Regions from separate parts of the Ovis aries genome. Here regions 1 and 3 are each linked to region 2. A link is a contact called in public Hi-C data. All regions are on one chromosome and are shown on one strand. Each heading gives the region's core, a stretch centred on a gene start, on an enhancer-like site or on the middle of the called end of the contact. The rest is flanking DNA. Distances are from core to core; before and after follow the strand shown.

What was found. A called contact is a pair of places that touch in the nucleus more often than the background predicts.
Region 1: a contact with region 2 is called in a Hi-C map of omental adipose tissue, with 2.2 times the contacts expected there. The contact joins the enhancer-like site here to the promoter of YPEL2 in region 2. A contact is called at or near these places in 5 of 16 Hi-C or Micro-C datasets (liver, mixed tissues, omental adipose tissue and 1 more).
Region 3: a Hi-C map of hypothalamus shows a contact between it and region 2, with 5 times the contacts expected there. The contact joins the promoter of DHX40 here to the promoter of YPEL2 in region 2. A contact is called at or near these places in 2 of 16 Hi-C or Micro-C datasets (hypothalamus and omental adipose tissue).

What each region holds. Positions count from the first base shown.
Region 1 is chr11:10,169,225-10,172,309 of ARS-UI_Ramb_v3.0, reverse strand. No RefSeq gene overlaps it. Among named protein-coding and RNA genes, the nearest start is that of DHX40, 57 kb to the left of the region's middle. Within about 2 kb of position 1,264, at least 8 of the 54 cell types and tissues checked have an H3K27ac peak or open chromatin away from gene starts, as enhancers often do. A contact at or near this core is called in liver and tail adipose tissue, where this site is marked.
Region 2 is chr11:9,992,082-9,995,567 of ARS-UI_Ramb_v3.0, reverse strand. YPEL2 (yippee like 2) reads right to left here and starts at 2,090. Exons shown (of 8, transcript XM_060395149.1): 1 at 1,987-2,090.
Region 3 is chr11:10,226,636-10,229,822 of ARS-UI_Ramb_v3.0, reverse strand. DHX40 (DEAH-box helicase 40) reads right to left here and starts at 1,890. Exons shown (of 17, transcript XM_060395129.1): 1 at 1,776-1,890; 2 at 697-864. The coding sequence starts at 1,827.

The sequences.
Region 1 (3,085 bases), core at 15-2,514, 180 kb before region 2:
ACAATCCACCTTGCAATGCAGATTGCAATGCAGGGGACACGGGTTCGCTCCCTAGCCCGGGAGGATTCCACATGCCGCAGGGCCACTAAGCCTGTGCCCAACAGCTGCTGAAACCTGTGCTCTAAAGCCCGCGAGCTGCAACTACTGAGCCCACCAGTATGTCTGACTCTTTGCGATCCCATGGACTGTAGCCTGACAGGCTCCTCTGTCCATGGAATTCTCCAGGCAGGAATACTGGAGTGGGTTGCCATTCCCTCCAGGGGATCTTCCTGACCCAGGGATTGAACACGTGTCTCCCGCATTGAAGGCAGATTCTTTACTGTCTGAGCCACCAAGGAAGCCCAAATATAATGTAAGTGCTAGGTAAATAGTTGAAGGTGAGTGGAAAATTTAAAATGTAAGGACATGATAAATTCGAAAGTAAAAGGATAAAAGGAGCTATATTAAAAAAAAAAAAAAGACTAATCTTAGTGTATTATGACCCTTATTCCATCCTGTGTCTATGTGCTCAGGTGCTTCAGTCATGTCCGACTCTTTGCAACCCTATGGACCATAGCCTGCCAGGCTCCTCTGTCCATGGGATTTCCCAGGCAAGATTATTAGAAGGGGTTGCCATGCCCTCCTCCAGGGGATCTTCCCAACCCAAGGATCGAACCCATGCCTCCTGAGTATCCCGTATTGCAGGCAGATTCTTCACTCACTGAGCCACCTGGGAAGCCCTATTCCACCCTGAGACACATGCCAGTGCTTTTTGTTGGAAATGCAACCTACCAGCAACATTTCCTGTTTTGGGGGTTCCTCAAATCAATGAAACTTCCCATGTCAAATGAGTTATATATCTAAATAAATTTTGCATGTCACTGTGTTCTGGTCCATGTGACCCCTTCAGATTTACAAAGCATTAACAGTCCTCACTACGTAGTGGACATGGTTTGGGGTACATTCTCAAACATATTATCATCTGCCTCCTTTTATGAATAAGCAAACAAAAGCTTAGTGAGGTCAAATTCTTTGCCAAATTCTCAACATAATTCAAAATCTAATGCTACACCATTACTTCCTCTACTGAAATTTAAATGCAAGCTATTTTTGTACAAAGAGGAATAGAGAAATAAAATGCAAGTTTTCTTGTTTTTCACAAATTTCCATTCAGGAAATACTTATTGAGAAATATTTGTTGAGCACTTACCATATACTGGGCACTATTAGGCAACTAGGAATGTAGTCGTGAACAAAACAAAATGTGGCAGAGGTTACATCTAAATGGGAGGAGATGGAAAATAAACAAAGGTCAGTTGATAGTATGTAAGTAGCAGTTGAGTGCTAACAGCTCCACATTGCTCAATCCAGTCATAAATTTCCTGCCCTCATTTCCAAAACGTGCAAACAGCACATTTTGTACCTTTAACACAACTGGTCACTTTCACTGATCACAACTGATCTTTCTTAAAGCATTTTTTCCCTATGCACAAAAGCAGCTGCCACAATAGCCATTCCTCCTCAGTTTTCACTACTGGTTCCTTCTCATGTCCCTGAGCTCTGAACATGGGAGTGTCCACGACTCAGCCCTCATAAATCTTCTCTGTTTATACTCAGGTTTCATTCAGTTTCACAGCTTTAATTACCATCCATGCACTGATGACTTGTTTCTCTCCTAGGTCTCTATCCCGAACACCTTTGGTGGCAAGCCTTAGATAACTCAAGCATCTCAGACTTAATAAAAATGAACTGCAATCTTATTCCAAACTTCCAGTTGCTCAGGTATAAACATTAGAGTCATCCTCGACTTGTCTCTTTTTCCCTCCCCACGTCTAATTCATGAGCAAATCCTGTCTGCTTTACGTTCAAAATACACCCCATGTCTGTCCAAGTCTCCGTTTCCCCTGGACTATCTCTCCCTCAGTCACCAGCATCTAATCTGGATTACTGCAGTCTCCTAAGAGAATTACCTCCTTCTTCCTTTGCCCTCTCCGTTCAACAAACAAATTAATTATTTTTTAATAATGATATATTAAACTATTTAGTTTTATTTATTTATTTGGCTGTACCAGGTCTTAGTTGCGGCCCAGCATGTGGGATCTTCAATCTTTGCTGAGCATGGACACTGTTAGTTGTGCGGCACGTGGGATGTAGTTTGCCGACCAGGGATGGAACCCGGGCCCCTTGCCTTGGTAGTGCAGAGTTGTAGCCACTGGACCACCAGGGAAGTCTCCAGATTAATTCTGTGGACCTATGTCGGCCCATGTCATTCCTTTTCTTAAAACCCTCCAACAGATTCCCATCGCACATGATAGAGAACCACAAAGCTGCTTTTCTGACGACCTCCTTGCTCACCACACTCCCAGCACTGGCCTCATTGCTCTGCAAGCAAATGCCTCCTCAGGGCCTTTGAACGTGTTGTTTCCTCTTCCTGAGATGAAGAGGTTTTCTTTCTTTCTTTTTTTCTGGCTGCACTATGCAACTTGCAGGATCTTAGTTCCCTGACCACGGACTGAACCTCAGTCCTAAACAACGAACTGTCAGGGAATTCCCTAGTTGAAGAGCCTCGAACATGACTGAATGCTCAGCTGACTCTGTTATGTCCTGGCCAGGACCCTGGGATATGACCCCTGGGACCCTGACTAGTGGGATGAGAGGGTCTGGTGCACCCCCCTGACTATTCTGACTGCCTCGACCTCTCTGAACACTCAGAGATGACAGAGGGGCTCCCCTCTCCACATAGAGCGAGCACTCCTGGGGGTAGAAAGATACCGTAGAAGCCTCGGCCTCACAAAAAAAGAAGGATCTTGTTCAGCATCTGCCTCACCTCCTCTCCTGGCTGCAAAGTCCACGGCTGTGTTCAGTTCAGCATAATTCTGCTGGATCTGAGAAGAGGGAAAAGGAGCTCTCCTGCAAAGGAGCTGCGAGAAAAAGCCAGCATGTTCCAGTAGGAGCCAGAGTATTCCTGGGACAGGATACACTAGAGAAAAAAATTTCTTGAAATCCTATATGCCTACTCTCCCAGCATATGGGGTTTATGCCACTGACAAGGGGGCTTTCCTGGTGGCTCAGACAGTAAAGAATGTGCTTGCAGTACGGGAGACCC
Region 2 (3,486 bases), core at 841-3,340:
TCACCCCTAGTTCCAAGCTTCTGAATTTTAGGTCAAGCACAAGTTATCAAGACACAAAGGCTGTTATCGAATCCTAAACTGATGAGGCAATGCCAAACTGAGTAGGGGGGGGTCAGCCCAAGGCTCCTTCCTGCCCCAGACCCTTCTCAAGGAGCTGGGGATACGGAAAGGTGCCAAAGGGAAGTTTGCACAACTCTCCCCAGGCTGGACCTGTTCCTTGGTAAAGAACTTGCACACTCATTATCACACATTAGAAGAATTGAAATGTTCCCTTATGAGGGGGTAGGGAGCCGGGGGCGGGGGAGGCTCAGTCTCAGTCTAAGGAATAGAGAGAACTCAGGTTCAATCCATCAATGCAGTCCTGGGGCAGGAACTAGGTCAAAGGAAAGTCAGGGAAGGGTGAATTCAGGCCCACTGACCACAAGGCTCTGAGCTCTCAGAATCAGGACAGCACTGGACAGCATCAGGCATGTGAGGTCACGTCTCACCCCAGAACCAGTGACATCAGCTGCCTTGGGCAAGTCACTTAGCTTTTCAATCCCCTAGGTTCCTTGTGTGGCCAATGTTCCGGGAGCAAGTGGAACACAAGCATCCCTTCTTGCCCAATGCTCTAGGACAGGCAGCCGCATCTTGCTGGACCAGAAGAGAGGAACATGGGAGTAAGAGCCAGGGGGAGAAGGAATGGCTGGGGCTTCTCTGGCGGTCCAGGGGTTAAGGTTCCAGCTGCCATCGCAGGGGGCGTGGGTTCCATCCCTGGTAGGGGAACTAAGATCCCGCCTGCCAGCAGGATGTGGCCAAAAAAAGTAGCTAGCTGTATTTTCGGCTTTTAGACTCACCAGAAGCAACGACTTACTGAAAACAGCCTCAACACTCGAGGAGAGCAACTGACAAGGAGGCCGGAGCTCAAAAACAAAAAACCCAGCGAAGCCCAGGGGCGGTTTCCCCGGGCCATTCAAAGCCGCGGGACTGCGGGTGGGTCAGCTACATCACACAGAAAAACGGAGGGCGCTCACTCCCTTGGCTTTGTAAGCTCCTGTAAGCCGAGAGTGAAGTCAGAGGTGGCAGGCTCCTGGGCCCGGTCCAAACGAACAGGTGGTTCCCCTCCCCACCATCCTCGCCAACAAGAGAAAAGTCACCACTTGGGGTGAAGCTACCCAGAGGAGGTCAGCGGCCAGGGAGGGTGCACCTGAAGCAGTGAGAGCTCCGGGGTGCCCCGCCAGACCCGCTTCCCGAGAGATACGCGCTGGAGAGGCTCCCTGATTCCGTCGGGCAGGAGTGAACTCGCGCCCACCTCTTTGGCAAGGGCGCTGGGGAGGCGCCGGGAAGCGGCCAGGCAGGAACTCGGCTGCGGTTACCTCTGCCCGCGGCCGGCCAAGCGCTCCTCGGAGTCTTGAGGGCGGCTAGTCTCGCAAAAGGCGGGAGGCGGGGGGACACACCGAGGGCGGCGCCCCCGGACCCAGTGTCTCCAGCGGAGACCCAGCGACATCGGGGACAGAAAGCGCCTGCAACTCCCACCCTGGCCCCCACCCACTTCGTCCCAATCCGCGGGAACTAAGCTGAGAAAGGCGCGGCCATCGGGTCTCGGGTTCACACCCCCCGCCCCGGCCCCGCTCGCTCCAGACCTGCCCGGCTCGTCGCCCGGGTCCCCGGCCCCGACCCGGGACCTGCGCCCCCTCGGCGCCAGCCGCGGGCCGCAGCCGGGGCCCCGGCAGTGTTTGTAAACAAACCGGTCACGTGGCCCCGGCGGCTGGCTCCCCGCCCCCTGCGCCCGCGGCCCCCCCACCTCGCCCCGGGGCGACCCCCGCGCCGGACCCCACCTCGGCCGCGCCAGGCGGAGGGTGCCGCGCTCGCTCCCAGGGAGCCGGGCCGCCGGGGCCCCGGGGCGGGATGGAGGGGGACGGGGACGCGCGCCCCGCGCTCCGACCGGGCGCCCCGCGCTGTCAGCACGCCCCACGCCCACGCGCGCCGCGCTCGCGTCTCACTCACCCGGCAGCCAGCAGCCCCGTCCGGCCCGCGCCGCGGTCGGCTCCGCGGGGATGCGCAGCAGCGAAGGACCGCCCGGCCGGATCCCGGGCCCCGGGCGCGCTCTTAAAGCCACAGCCGCCGCCGCCGCCGCGCCGCATCCCTCCGGGCCGGGCCGGGGGCTGCCGGGTGACGGACGCGCTCCCGCGCCTATCCCCTCGGCGCAGCACATAGCAACACGCCGCGGGTTGGCTGCGCCCGGCCGCAGCCCATCCGCCGCGAGCCAATCAGCGAAGGACGGAACTCCGCCTCCTGCTTCCCCGACCTCCGCCCCCCACCCCCCACCACCCCCTCGGGCCCCGCCGGGCTTGGGTGCGGGGTGCGGGGCGCGAGGCGGGCGCCGGGGTCTGGCCCCGAGGAGGCTGAGCCCGCCGCGCCTGGCGAGGCGGGGGGCGGCTGGCCCGAGGGACGGGGAGCAGGGTGATGACGATGGGGAGGCTCTCGGCGCCCGGGCGGAGACCGTTTATTTGGGTTTGGAGTTTGTCTCCAGGTCAAGGCTGGGATTTCTAGAACCCGGGGTGGTGGTGGGGGTGGGGGGCGCTTTCTAGTGCTGCTTCTGCTTAGAGGAGCTAAGACAGTAACTCACTCCTCACGCCTTAGCCGCCCCCAACTCAGTCTAAGTTACCTGGAGAGGCTCTCGGGACCCAGGGCAGTTGAATGTAAAAAGATAACGCCAGCCCGAGGGGGCCCCCGCCAGGCCCTACTCAGCAACGAGTCATTTCCCGTTGTCTCTCTGCTCTCCTTAAACCCGGCGTATTAAACGCAGGATAAGAGGCATTTACAGGCATTGGAAGACACCTCGCCCCCAATTGCTGCTGGTTTTCTAAGGCTTTTGAAGAGAAACGATTCACCCGGGACACTAGGAGGGTCAGTGACCATAGGGGAGGTGCGCCCAGTCTGGGTCAGTGGAGCGGTGCTTTTCACGGAAGAGGTTAAAAAATAAGCCCAGGGCTATCAGGAAATCTAGGGAGGCACCAGGTGGGCGGAGTGGGGCAGTCTCCCAGTAAGAAAACAGGTCACTTCGAGAAAGAATGCAGCCAGGGATCAGGGGCAGAGAGCAGTTCAGCCTTTTCATTTGGCCTCTGGGATTCTGCAGTTGCTCAGAGAGCAGTAGGAAACCTCGGGTTTTATTGAGCTGCTGTCAGAGTGTGAGACATTTCTAGAGCTGCTGCTGTCTTCAACCCCTTTGCACGCTGGTTTGCCCAAAAGTGGAGAATGGTACCCAAGGCAGATCCCCAAGTGGCTCAGACTTCACCGAAACTCCAGCCAGCTGTCTTTAAAATACGTTTGATTCGGTTAATATATCTCTCGTTTGGATTGTATCCCGATAATATATGTTGCATGGTTGGATGTGAATCCAGTCCTAATGTTAGTAAAAACTACAAAAAAAGTACCTGAAACACATCAGCATCTCACATATGTATCAGTCTCAGTGTAAGCATTTTCAGTGTAAACAAGATCTCC
Region 3 (3,187 bases), core at 641-3,140, 230 kb before region 2:
GGCTTAGTTGCTCCACTGCATGTGGGGTCTTCCCAGACCAGGGATCCAACCCATGCCTCTTGTATTGGCAGGCAGATTCTTATCTTATCTGCAGGCAGATTCTTTACCATTGAGCCACCAGGGAAGCCCAACAGGTAGCATCTTAAAAGACCTGATTTATCAGAGTAAGTTAATATATAAGCTAAGAAATTTTTATAATATCCTACATAATTTTGCTGTATACCAACCTTATGATATAAAGTTTTACCATATTGAAAGGAAAGACACTGTAAGGGTAATTTGTTGGCAGGCTTGGTGTTACGAAAATCAAGGAATAAACAGTTACCTGATGTCACTCTGGAAAAAGAATCCAGAAATAGTAATGGCAGCAACAGATATCAATATATCCCTTCCCTTGAAAATCATTTCAATACCCAACGTTCAACAGTCTACTGCAAGACAACCTACTCTACAGCAGAGAATCAATATCTACCTATAATTCTATTTGGAATTTTTATGGTAACTGAAAATGCCATGCAACTAATTCCGGAATCTGAAATAAGACTGCAAAAAAGAGCGAAATATACAAGGACAGTGTGCCAAGAGAAGAATCAGACTGTAAAACAAATGATAGGCATTTATGTAATACAGAAGTCCTATTAGCTTTTAAGAGGATATTTTTTAAATGCTCCGAATATTATCCCAGAATAAAATTACCTGCTTCATATAGATATTTTGGGAGTTGAGTTGTTTTACCACTTCCTGTATTTCCAGTAACAATAAGGAATGAATTGTCCCTCACAGCTTGAATAAGCTTTTTTCTTTGTTTCTGAATGGGAAAAGTTGGAGTAGTTCCTCCCTCCTGTGAAGTGCATCCTTTCTCTTCTGTAACGACAGGGCGGGGGTAGGGGGGAATGTGCAATTAAAAGGCCTGTAAAGATATCTCAATTTCCCAAAACTGAAAAAGAGAGTGACAATAGAATTTTAGGGCTGGAAAGAATCAACCCATGACTTCTCGGTGAAATCCCTTACATCCCATTTGCGAGCGAGCGTTTCTAAGCTCAGAGCAACTTTTTAGTGAGATCAACTTGAGCATTTCATAATGCATGACTCAAAGTATCTGACAAAGTAAGCCTAGCACAAGGCAATGTATTTGCAGGTATACCTATCCAGAAGCACAAAACCCAATTTTATTAAATAATAGACCTCAAATCTGGAACAGGGCAGAAAAACTCTCAGCTGAATGAAAAGCCACCTGTATTTGCTTCTGATTCACGGTTCAAGTTAGGTCCCCGTTCAGAGTGACTGATATCCCAGAAGGCCAAGTGGTGGGTAACCATGGAAACTGGCTCCTGGAAACTGGCTCCCTTCATACCGTACCCAAAGGCAGGCTGGCGGCCCGGCGGAGGGGCGGAGGGGTGGGGGGGGGAACGGGTGGGTAGAGAACAAAGGCTTTCTGAGCCTATTTAAGAGCAGGACGCGTCCCGGCGTTGGGGTGCACTTTTTTTGCCCCTCAGCAGGGTTCTCGCCCAACTTAGGTCTGGGACCGCCCCTCTCCAGTCCAAAGTGGTTCACTGGACGCAAAGTTCGCCTCCGGCTTGGAGGGCGACAGGAAGGCTGCAGCCTGCAGCCTCCTCTTCTCCGCCTGTCTCAGGCGGACTTTCATCACCCCGCCATCCTCCCAAAGCCCCGTGCTACCACTCCCGCTGGCCTCCGCGGGGTCCCGCGGACCGCACCTCTATCCGCGACGGAACCTGCCGAAGGCCGCTCTTCCTGGAGGTCTCGCGATCTCTCACCTTCCTCCTGCCGCCTTGGCGCCCTGCCCGCGACGGCGGGAAACCGGGACATAGACCTGGCCCCGAGCGGAGGTGAGCACGTCCACCGGTCCTGGGGAGATGGGCGGGGAGAGGCGAAGACGCGCCCTGATGACGTCGCGGTGTTTACTTCCGCGCGTGCGACTCGGGCGAGGGGCGGGGGAGCCGCCCGATGACGTGGCGCTACGAGCCCGCCCGCCCGGGCGGATATTTCCCGCCCGCCGTCCGCGTGCGCTGCAGCTCCGCGCGCGAAGCCAGCCCCGACGTCCGGGAGGGCGCGGTCCAGGGTCTCCGCTTGTGCCCAAAAGGGCCGGGAGACGCCTTTTTTTAAAATCAGTGGTCGCTGCAGACGTATCCAACCTTCACACACCTAACGTGATGTGACCCTTCGTCAGGAGCTGAAATCTTTGCTAGCGTTTGGCGTTCCACAACATTCTCACCTTCAGTGAAAGTCGGTCAGTCGTGTCTAACTCTTTGCCACCCCAGGGACTATACAGGCCATGGAATTCTCCAGGCCAGGATACTGGACTGGGTAGCCGTTCCCTTCTCCGGGGGAATCTTCCTAACCCAGGGATTGAACCGAGGTCTCCCACATTGCAGGCGGATTCTTTACCAGCTGAGCCACAATTGCTTGTCCTGAAATGTCCTGCAAAGGCACACGGGTTATGAGTGGCACACCCGAACTTCTTGCGTAGTGTCAAAAATTAGGCTCCCCACGCTGTTCATCGGGGACGCTGTGAACATGCATCGGACCCTGCATGTTAAATTATATTTAGATGCGTATTTTCTTCTCCTTTCCCCCAGCTAGACGCAGGGCAGCAACTTTAGAAAACTGTGATACACTCGGCCCAGCATCAAATTGGGCTGTTAATATTTTTTGAATTTGCTGGATGGTTGGATGAACGATTTGATTTCCAGAGAAGTTAATCGCATTTATTTATTTATTTTGCTGCACCACGGGCATCTTGTGTGATCTTAGTTCAGCAACCAGGGATGAAACCGGTGACCCCTGCCCTGGAATCAAGGAGTCTTAACCACTGGACTGACAGGGAAGTCCGCTAAGCTCATTTTAATGGTTGTTGATTCCTTGGAAACCACAAGAATTGAAAAGTTAAACACATATACAACAATTGAGGTGGGGTGAATTTTTCAGCATAGGTACTTTGTGAAGCAGGTCTTTCTGTTGTAGAAACTTGCAATTTTGTAAGTAGTGTCAATCATAACAAAAGCCGTGCAAGATTATTTCTTGGACTTTCCAACTCTTCCTGCTGTTAGTACTTCCTGTTCAGTACTTCCTGCCAAAGACAACTCAAATTATCACTTTACATTAACTAGAAGTCCCTACTCTCCTATCTGACTAGGCTTCAAAAGATGTCATTGGACCTTAAGATTTT